Regions from separate parts of the Zea mays genome. Here all the other regions are linked to region 2. The links are chromatin contacts, called in public Hi-C maps. All regions are on one chromosome and are shown on one strand. The core of a region is the stretch at or near the end of the contact, and the rest is flanking DNA. Distances in the headings are between cores, read along the strand shown. Region 1 has its middle 48 kb from the start of LOC103650435. Region 2 holds the start of LOC103650436 (stromal 70 kDa heat shock-related protein, chloroplastic-like). Region 3 has its middle 76 kb from the start of LOC100381865. Region 4 holds the start of LOC103650437.

Region 1 (3,023 bases), core at 413-2,912, 400 kb before region 2:
ATTTGGAGTTCATATGCAAAAGTCATGAAATTTACAAGTTTTGGGATTCAAAACCCTAGTTTAGACCTATTTTTATGATTAAAATACATTCCAGGGGTCTCTCTACAAGAAACCAAGGGCCCAGGTGCAAGAAACTAGGACAACAGTTTGATTCTTGGAAAACCGAGGGGCTCTTTAACAAAAAGGCCGAGCGAAGGGGTATCGGGCGTTCTCGGCCATCCGATAGCAGATCAACGCCCGAGATCGAATCTGCGGGCGAGCACGCACTAATAGGCGGGACAGGGCAGTCAGCAGCTCGGGGGTGAGGGGCTGACCAGTCGGGCCTAGCGCCAGGGGCGAAGGCGATCGACAAGTAGGACCCAGGGGCAGGGGGTGCCCATGCTATCGGTATCCAGTGATCTGGGCCGCTGGATCCGGAGCAGACGGTTGAGATCAAACGCCAAGGGGTGTTGGTGGCTTCGGGCGGTGCTGCTCCTGTCCGCGGCGGTGAAGTCGCCATAGATGAGGTAGGTGCGGGCTCCAGGGGGTTGAGGTTGCCGGAGCTGGTCAGGACGGGTGATGGGAACCCGGCGAACTCGATGGTGGGGTTTTGGCCGTGAGAACGGGGCTGGAAGCTGGCAAACGACGGAGAGGGTGCTCCGGGTGGGTCGGGGTTACTCCAGCGAGCAATCCCGACCGCGGGGAGGGGTGATCAAGCGCGCCGAGGCCGACATAGGCTCCGGTGAGGGGTGTGGGACACCTAGGGCTGAAAAGCAAGCACGCGGTGGGGCTGAATCGGCCAGACGCTGTGCGGTTGCGGCGAATCGGCGGCAAAGCTCCGACGAGCTCTAATTCACCGCAGAGGTAAAGGAATCGGGGCAAAAAAAAGGTGTGGGGACAGTTCCTTACCTCAGGATAGCGCTCGAGCAGGGCTTGGCGCGACGTTCGGAGCTCCGGGCAGACGACGCGGCGGGTGCGGATCACCGGCGAGTTCGGGTGGCGGCGACTACACACGAGAGAGGCTGGGCGAGAGTGAAATGAGGCAAGGGAGAGAGAGCGGGTGCGGGTGGGGCTCAAAAGGGAGCTGGGGAATTGTAATACCCACTTTGTAAGAAAAATCTAAAAGGAGAAATTAAATTCATATATATATATATGTGTGTGTGTTATCTCTACTTATCATTTCATGTGGACACCTCACTTACACAAATAAATAATTAACAAAAGACACTCAAATAAATCATGCATCATGCTGGGTTTTGTATTTTGTGAGCATATTGTGTCAATATAAAATAATAATGTGACAAGGAATATATTAAAAAGTCCAAAGTGGAATCTAAAACCTAAAAGAGATTCTAGAATTTAGAAAAGAGAAGCAAACAAATATTATGTGATATAAAAATATAAATAATATATATATATATATCTCCAAATTGAAACTTGTCATGACACAATATAATCTAAGGATAAATTTGTCACAAGTTTGAATTTAAACTAGAATTTAAATTTGAATTTGGAAAAGAAGGAAAGGAAAAGGAAAATATTAAAAGAAAAACAGAACTGGGCACAGTTGGGCCTAAGCAACCAAATCTGGCCCACTTCCGTTCTTCCCTTGCGCGACCCAAGTTTCTGCCCCTCCCCGCGCGCACGGTCACCTCCCCGTGGGCCCGGTCTGGCAGCCCGTTGCGCAGTCACACTCCCTCGCCCCTTTGTCTCTGCTACGAGGGCCCCATCGTCAGTCGCTCTGTAGCTCTTCCCCGACGACCGAGCTGTTGCAACTACCTCGCGCGATGCGGCTGGGAAAGGAGCTGCGGCCGGACCTTCGCTACACCACGGACTCGTCCGCACCCTGAGATAAATTCGTGGACACTAGGGTTTTTGCCTCACAACGCCTAGACCAATCACCTCAAGTCGCCGCCATTAGCTACTCCATCGCGGGCGGAATTCACGTCAACCACCTACGACGACCTTCACGGGTGTAGCCGGATTGACATCGCTGGGACCTCACTTGTGAACCGGGGGGCGTCTTCGGTGCGCCAGGAAGCAAACCAAGGCCGCTGCTCGCACGAATTGGGTTGCGGCGCTCGGGAATTCCTCGTCGACGCCACGGAATCCCGACCTCCACTCATCCACCGGGGCCGGAGAACCTCTGCTGCGCAGTTAGGTATGAGAAACCCCGTTAATTTCCTCAGTTTGTCGGTCGCGTAGCACCCAATTAGCCATGGCTCGTGTGTCGATTCGGGGTAGCGGGTGTTGCTGGAGCGGCACACTGTGGACCGGGTTCTACGATGGATGGTGGCAGCAATCGAGGGGTGAATCAGGCTTGGGGGATCGTCAATTTCGCGAGGGTCGTGCGAATTGGGGTATGGCGCTCGGGAGGACCGGATTTCGCGAGCTCCAGTGAACCCGCCGCCGTGCGGTGGCCTGCTCGCCGTGAACCAGTGCCAGGGGAAGGAGAGTGACAGTGTGCCGTGTGATATGCATCGTGCAGTTGTGATTGAATCCAGAGAACGAAGGGTCTGGCCCGTAGGATTAGAATCGTACGGTTAAAATGAGGGTATGGGGACTTCATTAGATCTCCATCGTAGATAGGAAATCGGGCGGTTCTAGCGTGTTGCCGCTATTTGTAACTAGATTCCAATCCGCACCATTGAGATTTGATCTGACGGGCGATATCGCGTACCGGTTCGCAAGAGTAATAATTTAATCTAGCGCGCCCGTGTCTAATCCAACGGTCGTGATCGCTGCGCACCCTTTCGTGGCGCATTTTGCTTAAAGAGCCCCTCTGGAATTAGGAGATGAACCCGCGGTCCACTGCGGGGTTGGACTGAGTCTCGGGTGTATTTGTAGAATAACCCCTGTGCTTCTCAAATTTTGGTGCGCAGCCTAGATAGATATTATAACAGAGAAATTGATTTAGAAATGGAATTTTAGTGTAAAAATAAAAGGCTAGAACTTGTTTATTCCATAGAAAATTCATATGAACTCCAAATTAACCCATTCCAGTTTCTAAAATTTTGTAATATTATTTTCTATCACTTAGAATA
Region 2 (2,880 bases), core at 283-2,782:
ATAACTATATACTAACTAATAACTAACCACAAAAACGAATTCATAACTCAATAACCATTAAATATGGTACCTGACTTACACTATCAACTAATGCCTAACTAATTACTAATCTCATCTACTAATATACTAATTCCTAAATACTTAATAAGTAATAATCAAGTAATAACTACATACTAACTAATAACTATATACTAACTAATAACTAACCACATCAAACAGAGTAATATAATTAAAGAATACTGTGCGAAAATAGGGTATACCTGAGGTTCCAGTGGAGACAAGCTACCGATGGCGGAGGTGGAGCCTGATGGTCTCGTATCTACAAAAAAACATATTACTCCAAGTAATAAATCCGGCATCACCTTCCCTATACAATGAGGTTTCTGAAACCTGCAGAGAAACGAACAACACGATGGCTGACATGCACACTCTACAATTGAGATAACAACACTATGACAGACATATACAAGAACATTCACTAAATATACTCACAAGTAATAGCTAACTATATACTAACAACTAAATAGCTAGCTAACTACATATACTAACAAGTAAATAGGTAACTAACTATACATTAAACCAAGTGAACATGTGCTAACTAATACTAAATTACTAAATACTAACTAACTACAAACTAAAGAAATATATAGTAACTAAATGCTAACTAAATACTGCAAACTAAAGAAATACTAACTAACTACAAACTAAAGATATACTAAATGCTAACTAAATACTAAAATACTAAACACTAAATACTAACTAACCACTAAACTAAGTAAATACTAACTAATTACTAAACCCTAAACACTAAAGAAATACTAACTAATTACTAAACTACCGATGCAGGAGGTGGCGGTCCGGAGTGGTGTGCTTACCGGCGATGGCGGTGCATGGGAGGCGACGACTGTCCGGCGAGCAGGCCTAGCGGGGCACGGGAGGAGCAGGCCAGGCGGTGGCGGTCCGGCGAGGGAGCACCTCGTTGGCGCGGGCGGCGCGAGGGCGGCACAACGACATTGTGGCGCGGGCGGCAGGCCGGCGTGGAGCGGGGCTCGAGTGACGACGGGGGGAGCAGCGGGCTTGGGCGGCGGCGGGGCTCCATCGGTTCAGTGAGAGAGGTTAGGGAGATAATGGAGAAAGAGAAACTGCCCCGGCGTTTAAATACTAGCTCGACGTCAAGATCTGTGGCGCCGAGATAGCTGCCACGTCGGCTCCACGAAAACATCGCATCAGCCCTCACTAGTCAATGAGTCACGTATCTTAGCGCTATAGACTGTGGCGCTGATCAGTATTATCTCGGCGCTATAGACTACGGCGCCGAGCAAATTAAAAAAAAATTAAGACGTCAGGATCTAAACATGATTATTTTTTTTTGGAAAAATGGCTAAAATGCAAAAGAAATTTGGACTAAGTGCAAACGGCAAACCCCAGTTGTTCAAAACCTCACGCTGTCTCCACGGCCTCCGCCGTCGCGACCCGCAGTGCATGCCAACTTCCTAGCGGCAGGCCCCACACGTCAGCGTCTAGCCAGTATAAACTTTCCTCCCTCCGTCCCTCCTCCTTCCCCGTCTTATCCCCTCGCCCCTCCTCCCCTCCGCCGCTCCCCCCAGTCCCCACCTCACCTCGTCAACCCCCTCCTTGGATAGGGTTAGAGTTCCCCCGGCACGAGCGCGAGCCATGGCCTCCTTCACCTGCTCCCAGGTCGGCGCTGCGGCAGCGGGCGGAGCCTCGCCCTTCCTCGGCTACCGGCGGCGGAGCGGCCCCGGGGGCGCCATTCCGTCGAGCTCCCTCTTCGTGGGCCGGCGGTTGGCGGCGGTGCAGATGCGCGCGCCCTCTCGCGGGGTCCGCGGGGGCTCCGCGCTGCGGGTCACGTGCGAGAAGGTGGTGGGGATCGACCTGGGCACCACCAACTCCGCGGTCGCCGCCATGGAGGGCGGCAAGCCGACCGTCGTCACCAACGCTGAGGGTGCGCGCACGACTCCCTCCGTAGTGGCGTACACCAAGACAGGGGAGCGCCTGGTGGGGCAGATCGCTAAGCGCCAGGCGGTCGTGAACCCCGAGAACACCTTCTTCTCTGTCAAGCGCTTCATCGGCCGCAAGATGTCTGAGGTCGACGACGAGGCCAAGCAGGTCTCGTACGGCGTTGTCAAAGACGACAACGGCAACGTCAAACTCGACTGCCCCGCTATTGGCAAACAGTTTGCTGCCGAGGAGATCTCTGCGCAGGTAACTTGTTATGTTAGATAGGTTTTCTACTCTCAGCTGGTGGATATGCATTTTACTTTTACTGTATTTTTTTCATGGGACGACTTGTACAGAAATTAGAGTTCTGAGGATATGGGTAAATGCTACTCTTGTTGTCATTCAATTGCAGTTTTACTAGAGAATAGCTCCTGGACCTGGCAAATCATTTGTTAAGGTACACCAGATCCAGATGGATGCTTTTTGTAATGCAAGTGGTTACATTGCGTTTGAGGTAAAAGGTGTATTTTGCCACATAAACACTGAGTGAATTTAAAGTAAGTTGTTTTTGTGTTACTAGGCACCCAGTCTGTGTTAGAATATTTGGTAATGCTATACTGTTCTGATTCTTTGGAGAGTTAGTGCCAGTTTTGAATGCATGGATTTTTTCCCCAGAAGGCTGCATATGTAAAATTCTGGGTGCACCAAACTGGGTTTATGTATTTTGATTTCAGCTTGAAAACAAATGGCATTGTGATATGATTTCTATCAACATTGTGGTTTGCTTGAAATTTCTTTGCTTCAGTTACGCAGTTGGTCATTTGTGTTCTTATGTACTTATGACCTGGGGGAGTGAGTTTTTGAATGTATAAGAATATGGCACACTATCATCTGTATAGAACTACTTTTGAGTTGCTACTA
Region 3 (2,828 bases), core at 184-2,683, 290 kb before region 2:
ATCCTTGCCGAGGAGATGAGGCAGTGTAGCACTACGAGGCCTTTACAAAGTTCCACTAGCTTCGGAAAAGCCACTATGGTTTCTGAGGAGAGCGATATAGGAATCCCTTGTCTAAAAAGCCATCGCAGCATGATGAACCCGAGAACCTCCCTATACCGACAACTTCCCTACCGTCGTTCCCCTTTTCGGGTAAGGTACTCATGCACTAGATTTCCTAATTAGTCAGCTAAGGGCGTCCCATACCACCCATATGGTAGCACTGTTATCTCAAGTTAAGCTCCATGTTCCAATATACATGATGATCTTGTCATGAACAATACTTAAAACAACAGCAAAATTGGAACATGATCATAATTCAAATGTAACATTAAACCTAAAACCAGGTAGAGCAATAGCATATACTACCCAAAGGTTCAGTGGTAAACAAGGTGTGGGATAAACAATACTAGGAAAACCTATTAGGTCCCATCAAATTAACCTGAGCATGTCATAGTGATTAACAGGAACATTATTAGATAAAGAAGAGTGATCAAGGGCACAACTTGCCTTAGACTTGAGATCCCTTGTACTTCACCAAATTGGTCTTCAGATTTGTCGTGACCTCACTACTACTCGTAGCAATACATACAAATAGACAAGGAGCACATAAAAATAACAGTACACCAAACATGAGAACAAACAGCGTAAGAATATTCTACGCGTCGCTACGAGATCGTAGGTTCCAGAACGACTAAAATCGGAGTTATGGTTCAGAAGCTAAGTTTTTCTAAAGTTTTAGGTGATTAAATGATAATAATATATTTTATGATATAAATCAAGTCAAAAGTATATTACAAATAAATAACTAATTCAACTTTAGTCTAGGTTATAACTTGATTAGATATCATATTTTAGTCAGATTATAATTATAAATTGATTAACTTTGATTAGCAATATTAATCTGCTAAACATAGATTAAACAATATCTAGTTGTTATTGTGTAGATAATGTTATTACGAAGATTACACAACTAGAACGGAGTTATTCCGAGTTACAATGTGCAATATATGAATTTCCAAAGTCTATTGAATTACTTTTATACTAAAAATCCATTTTGGAGCCTAATTTATATAAATCAGATAACCATTTTATTTCTTAGATCCCTGGGGCTAAAATCGTAAACCTAAGGACCCATATGTAATTATTTTCCTACTTGTGTGGATGGCGGGTTGAATAAACAAAAGCACAAGGAGTTTTTAACAAAACCACGCGGCCGAAAGGGTATGATGACACCTAGGCCATGGGATCCAAAGCTCACGACCTAGATTAGATCCCCACTTAAACGAACCGGTACCTAATCAACCGTTGTGATTTAAACGCGAAAAGGGAGGTATGCTACTTTTAATCCTGACCACACAGTTTGATCCGACGGTCCAGGGCACATCTCTCTTACCCCATCGTAGGGGCAGGGCACGATGGCGCCCAGGCCTAGCCACGGCGATTCCTTGCCGGAGAGGGGTCAACGACTGCCTAGTGAACAAATCGTGTTCGGAAAACGTGTAAAACAAAATTCAAGCACCAACAAACTTGATAGCAGAGTCTTACCATGGCATAGCTTGGTGGTGAGGCCGGTCCATGCCGCATGGCCATCCGCAGCGGAGGCGGGTCAATGGCGAGCTATCCTAGGCCTCCACGGTGCCCACTCTTCTGAAGAGAGCTCAATTCGCCCCAGCGTGACCCGACGTAGCTCCCTGACCATCTCATGCTCTCCAATTGCAGACGCCGGTGGGGTTCCATGGTGGTGGCCGCCAACTGCTCTTGGCTCCCTGTGTTGTGCTCCCATCGCGGTCGGGTTCCCAGCAATGGGGAAGAGGGAGGGGGTCCTAGGCTCCCACTTATACGCTGGTAAGGCAGGGAATCATAACAACTTCATCCCATACTGGCCGGTGAAGATCAAAAGTTGCGGTGAACTCTGTTGCAACTGGGAAGAAGGCCCTGGTGTCGGGGTCCACCTACTAGAGATCGAAGCGGGGAAGGGTGCAGAAGAGATAAGGTGATATCAGGAGGGGCCCATGCGCCAATGATTATGGAGGGAACGGGAGTGCGAGGCAAGAGGGCTGACATGTGGGACCCAATCATCAGTGAGTGCGTGCGCGAGCGATTGGGCTAAGGCATGAGTGGAGAAGGGTTACTAGGCCCGCTGGCAGGGCCGAGCGGGTGAGGGAAGAAAGGAAGTGGGCCACTAGCCCTACATGTGAGAAGACATGGGCCGCCCGATTGTTTCTTTTTTATTTTCCTATTTTGGTTTTCAATTTCAAATTTCAAGTTTGAATTTAAATCTGCTATACACAAATGAAAAGTCCAGCATGATGCAAAGTATATCAATATTTTTTATTGCTATTCTTATTTCTCTAAGTAATAATATTTTAAAACATGTAAATTAATAAAGATTAAATCACACAATCAAATAATTAAGGATCTCTTTTCCTATCACTTATTAAATAAAATAAGTAATAACTTTAACAAATTAAATGTTTATTACATATTCATAAATGATTATGAAACTTTTATTGGTCCACACTTTGGTGAAATTCATTCAGAGAATCTTTCAAAGTATAAGTTTTAAATGAAAGGATTATTTTAACTCCTCAGGGCTCTTTTCATTGTCATTTGTTTCACAGTATTTTAATCTTGAGATAAACTTTTCCTAATTTACCTAAAACATGATTTTAGGGTACTACAAATTCTACCCCCTTAAAAATTATCTCGTCCTTGAGATTACTAAAAAAAGGGATGCAACAAGTTTGCTTTGAAATGATTCCTAAACCTAATGGGAAACAAAAGTTTTG
Region 4 (3,031 bases), core at 99-2,598, 320 kb after region 2:
CCATAATAGTCCATTTGAAGTATCTGCAAATAGGCTTTTGTTAGTAAAGATTAAAGAACACAAACATAAAATGCTCCAAAATTCAAAAGGCATTCGACACATATCCTTGTCAAATATACGAAGAGAGTTGCTGACACAGCGAACAGAGGGCAAGAAATGGAAAGTAATAAAAGAACTCTTAAGTTGTGAACCATGCATTGCCCAAAGTAACCAAGCGATCTCACCACCACACAAAATTACCCAATACCTCATGCTGACATAGGTACTACCTTCCTAGAAAGCAAACAGACAGGATGAACATAAAAAAAGGCCCCCGAAAGGACCCTCAAAACTTGAAGTGTATCGTATAATTGTTGCACTCCAAAGCCCAATTCATCACATTCTGGACGAAAAGTTCCACCCCATCAAGAGAAAACAGCAACCCAGAGGCATGTCTCCAAAAAATGTGTCGGGAAAACAAACCAGACCAACACCACACCACTGGAAAAGCTCACATTCAAGCTCATCATTTCGCAATACACAAACACCATTAGCCGCATCTGGTGGATCAAACAGTGAGATGATCTAAATGAACTACTAACCTCACAATTCAAGAAACCCTTAAAAAGGGAAAAAGAAAGAATTACACACTTCACTCAACCACACTCTAGGATCCAATATTAATCTACCGCAATAGCAAAACTCAAACGCCAATAACGTCCCCTAAGATTTCTGACTATAAACCCTCGAGAATTGAGTAAAAAAACTGAACCCGGAAAAATTGTTAGAAAATGAACTTCAGATTGGGGACGAATGAGACACCAATGTGCCATTGTGGAACCTAATTTCATTCTTGCGCACCGGAGGAGAGGAAGAAGAACCTCACCAGGTCCTGAACGGATAGACACCAAGCAGCAGGCTTATCCACAGCACAACGTGTGGGGAAGAAGCAAGATTCAGTTCGCCTGGCGACAAAGAAACAAAAGCTCCTAGGACGGAATCCGTCCAAGCAAAGCCCGGCCAGGAATCACTTACCAACAGAGGAAGAAACCAATCCACCCACTCCCGGGTGGATCTCTCCGCATTCCAATGGGCGGGCGGGAGGAGGAGCTTGCCTGCGGTGGCTACTTGCTGGGGGTCCGCGCCCTAGCGCCGCCGCCGAAACGGGTTGCCCGTCGCCGACTTGCTTGCTCTTTCCAGGGTCCAGGCTAATGTTCCTCCCCTCCCTATGCGTCAGCTACGGGTTTTGCAGGTTCGCCTCGTTTTACTTGTAGGCAGTAGGCACCCAAGCTAAACAGTCTTTTGATGTCCATTACAGGTCATCATCGGAGCCATGAGGGGCCTTCTCACGTGTTCAACCATGCAGCAACTCTGCAACTGCGCGCCTGAATGCCTGATTTTCATATCAGAAACTTATTACTGCAACTCAGTTAATGATCATTTTAAGATTACTACAACTCAATTAATAATCATTTTACTGTAGGAGATGTAGGGGTGTTCAGTTTCCGTGACAAGTTTGTCACATTGGGTTTTGAATACAAATTATTAAATATAATATTATTTAAAAATTTTAATTACACAGACTAAACGACAGTAACACGAATTTATCAAGTCTAATTAATTCATTATTAGCAAATGTTTATCATACCATCACATGGGTGAATTATGAACTAATTGATTATAATAAGTGTGTTTTGTTGTTTATTCATTTATGTGTAACTAGTTTTATAATTAGACTATATTTATTACTTCTAATTAGTATTGAAATATATGTGACGGAGTTAAAATTTAGTGACTAGATCTAAACACATCATGATTCATGCATGTAGCCCCTCTCCATAGCCCCTCTCCATAGGTCTTTGCCTCATATGAACCGTCGATAGATATGTTAGGTGTGTTTGGTAGAGCTCTAACAGCTCCACTCTCAGCGATAATTACTCCCATCCATCTAAAAAAATCTACTTCTGCCGCTCCCAACGTGCTCCACTCTCCACCCCTTAGGAATCACTTCACACACTATTTGCCAAACATTTTTTTCGTCGGATAAATTCACTTCTCGTAGAGAATCATTCAGAATCACTCTATCGAATAACCAACTACTGGAGCTAGAGAATCATAAAGCGGAGTTGTATCAAACGAACCCTTAGGGCTCATTTGGTAGAGCTTAGAGTTTAGGTTTTTCTTCGGTACATACCTCTAATCAAATTGATTGGATTTAATTTCTAGGTAAATTCTAGGCAATATTATTTAACATGCAAGGTTTTCAACCAAACAGACATTGTGTATAGAGGGTCTTAACATTATTATGCATCTAAATGAAAAGTAGGGATGGAACTCTTGCTTATTTTGTATTAATAAGTTTTGTGCCCTTGTTAAGCAATGTGGTTTAAGTGGTCTTGGTTACGGTGGACATACTTATACTTAAACAAGTGTTTCGGAAAAACTGGAAGAAAAAGATGTTAAGAGGTATAAGGCTAGAAAATATTCTAAGGTTTTAACTTTTCCCAACTTAATTAAGACCTTCCTTAATTATGTATCCTATGTTCCTGACCATGGTCTAGACAAGTTTTATACGGAGTAGAGATGTTCCTAACACATCCGAATTGTATCACAAATCTAATATTTTAGCATAGATATACATAGAATTTAAAGTTAATTTTCGGCAATGTTATTAAGAATATTATAAAGTATTTAAATAAATTTTTTTATATTTTTTATGTACATTATTTTCTCCTTACAACAAAAAAGGTAAAAAAACATCCGAATCCGTATTCGGATAGACATCCGAATTTTATATGAATTATTTAAAAAGATATAGAATGAATTTAATGTTTATTTTTTGTGAAGATTAATAATCTCAATGTTAAAAACAAGAATATAAATTTACATAGCAAATTATATATGTTAGTTGTTCACAATCGAAGAAAGAAGACAAAAAAAATAGCATCCGAATAAATATCCGGATCCATCCTTAATACGGAGTAAGGTGACTTTCTTTTTTTGCAAGTTTTTATGATACTATTTTTATGATGCATGTATGATGGCCTAGGCG

What was found. A called contact is a pair of places that touch in the nucleus more often than the background predicts.
Region 1: a Hi-C map of tassel shows a contact between it and region 2, with 3 times the contacts expected there. The contact joins the enhancer-like site here to the promoter of LOC103650436 in region 2. A contact is called at or near these places in 3 of 25 Hi-C or Micro-C datasets (endosperm, leaf and tassel).
Region 3: a contact with region 2 is called in a Hi-C map of tassel, with 2.4 times the contacts expected there. The contact joins the enhancer-like site here to the promoter of LOC103650436 in region 2. A contact is called at or near these places in 3 of 25 Hi-C or Micro-C datasets (ear, leaf and tassel).
Region 4: a Hi-C map of ear shows a contact between it and region 2, with 7 times the contacts expected there. The contact joins the promoter of LOC103650437 here to the promoter of LOC103650436 in region 2. A contact is called at or near these places in 9 of 25 Hi-C or Micro-C datasets (bundle sheath, ear, leaf and 3 more).

What each region holds. Positions count from the first base shown.
Region 1 is chr3:99,543,984-99,547,006 of Zm-B73-REFERENCE-NAM-5.0, forward strand. No RefSeq gene overlaps it. Among protein-coding and RNA genes, the nearest start is that of LOC103650435, 48 kb to the left of the region's middle. Within about 2 kb of position 1,663, at least 17 of the 20 cell types and tissues checked have an H3K27ac peak or open chromatin away from gene starts, as enhancers often do. A contact at or near this core is called in leaf and tassel, where this site is marked.
Region 2 is chr3:99,947,804-99,950,683 of Zm-B73-REFERENCE-NAM-5.0, forward strand. LOC103650436 (stromal 70 kDa heat shock-related protein, chloroplastic-like) reads left to right here and starts at 1,533. Exons shown (of 8, transcript NM_001367263.1): 1 at 1,533-2,223. The coding sequence starts at 1,675.
Region 3 is chr3:99,653,183-99,656,010 of Zm-B73-REFERENCE-NAM-5.0, forward strand. No RefSeq gene overlaps it. Among protein-coding and RNA genes, the nearest start is that of LOC100381865, 76 kb to the right of the region's middle. Within about 2 kb of position 1,434, at least 18 of the 20 cell types and tissues checked have an H3K27ac peak or open chromatin away from gene starts, as enhancers often do. A contact at or near this core is called in ear, leaf and tassel, where this site is marked.
Region 4 is chr3:100,263,622-100,266,652 of Zm-B73-REFERENCE-NAM-5.0, forward strand. It overlaps LOC103650437, which reads right to left and starts at 1,349. Exons shown (of 8, transcript XM_008676007.4): 1 at 1,015-1,349; 2 at 866-871; 3 at 1-23.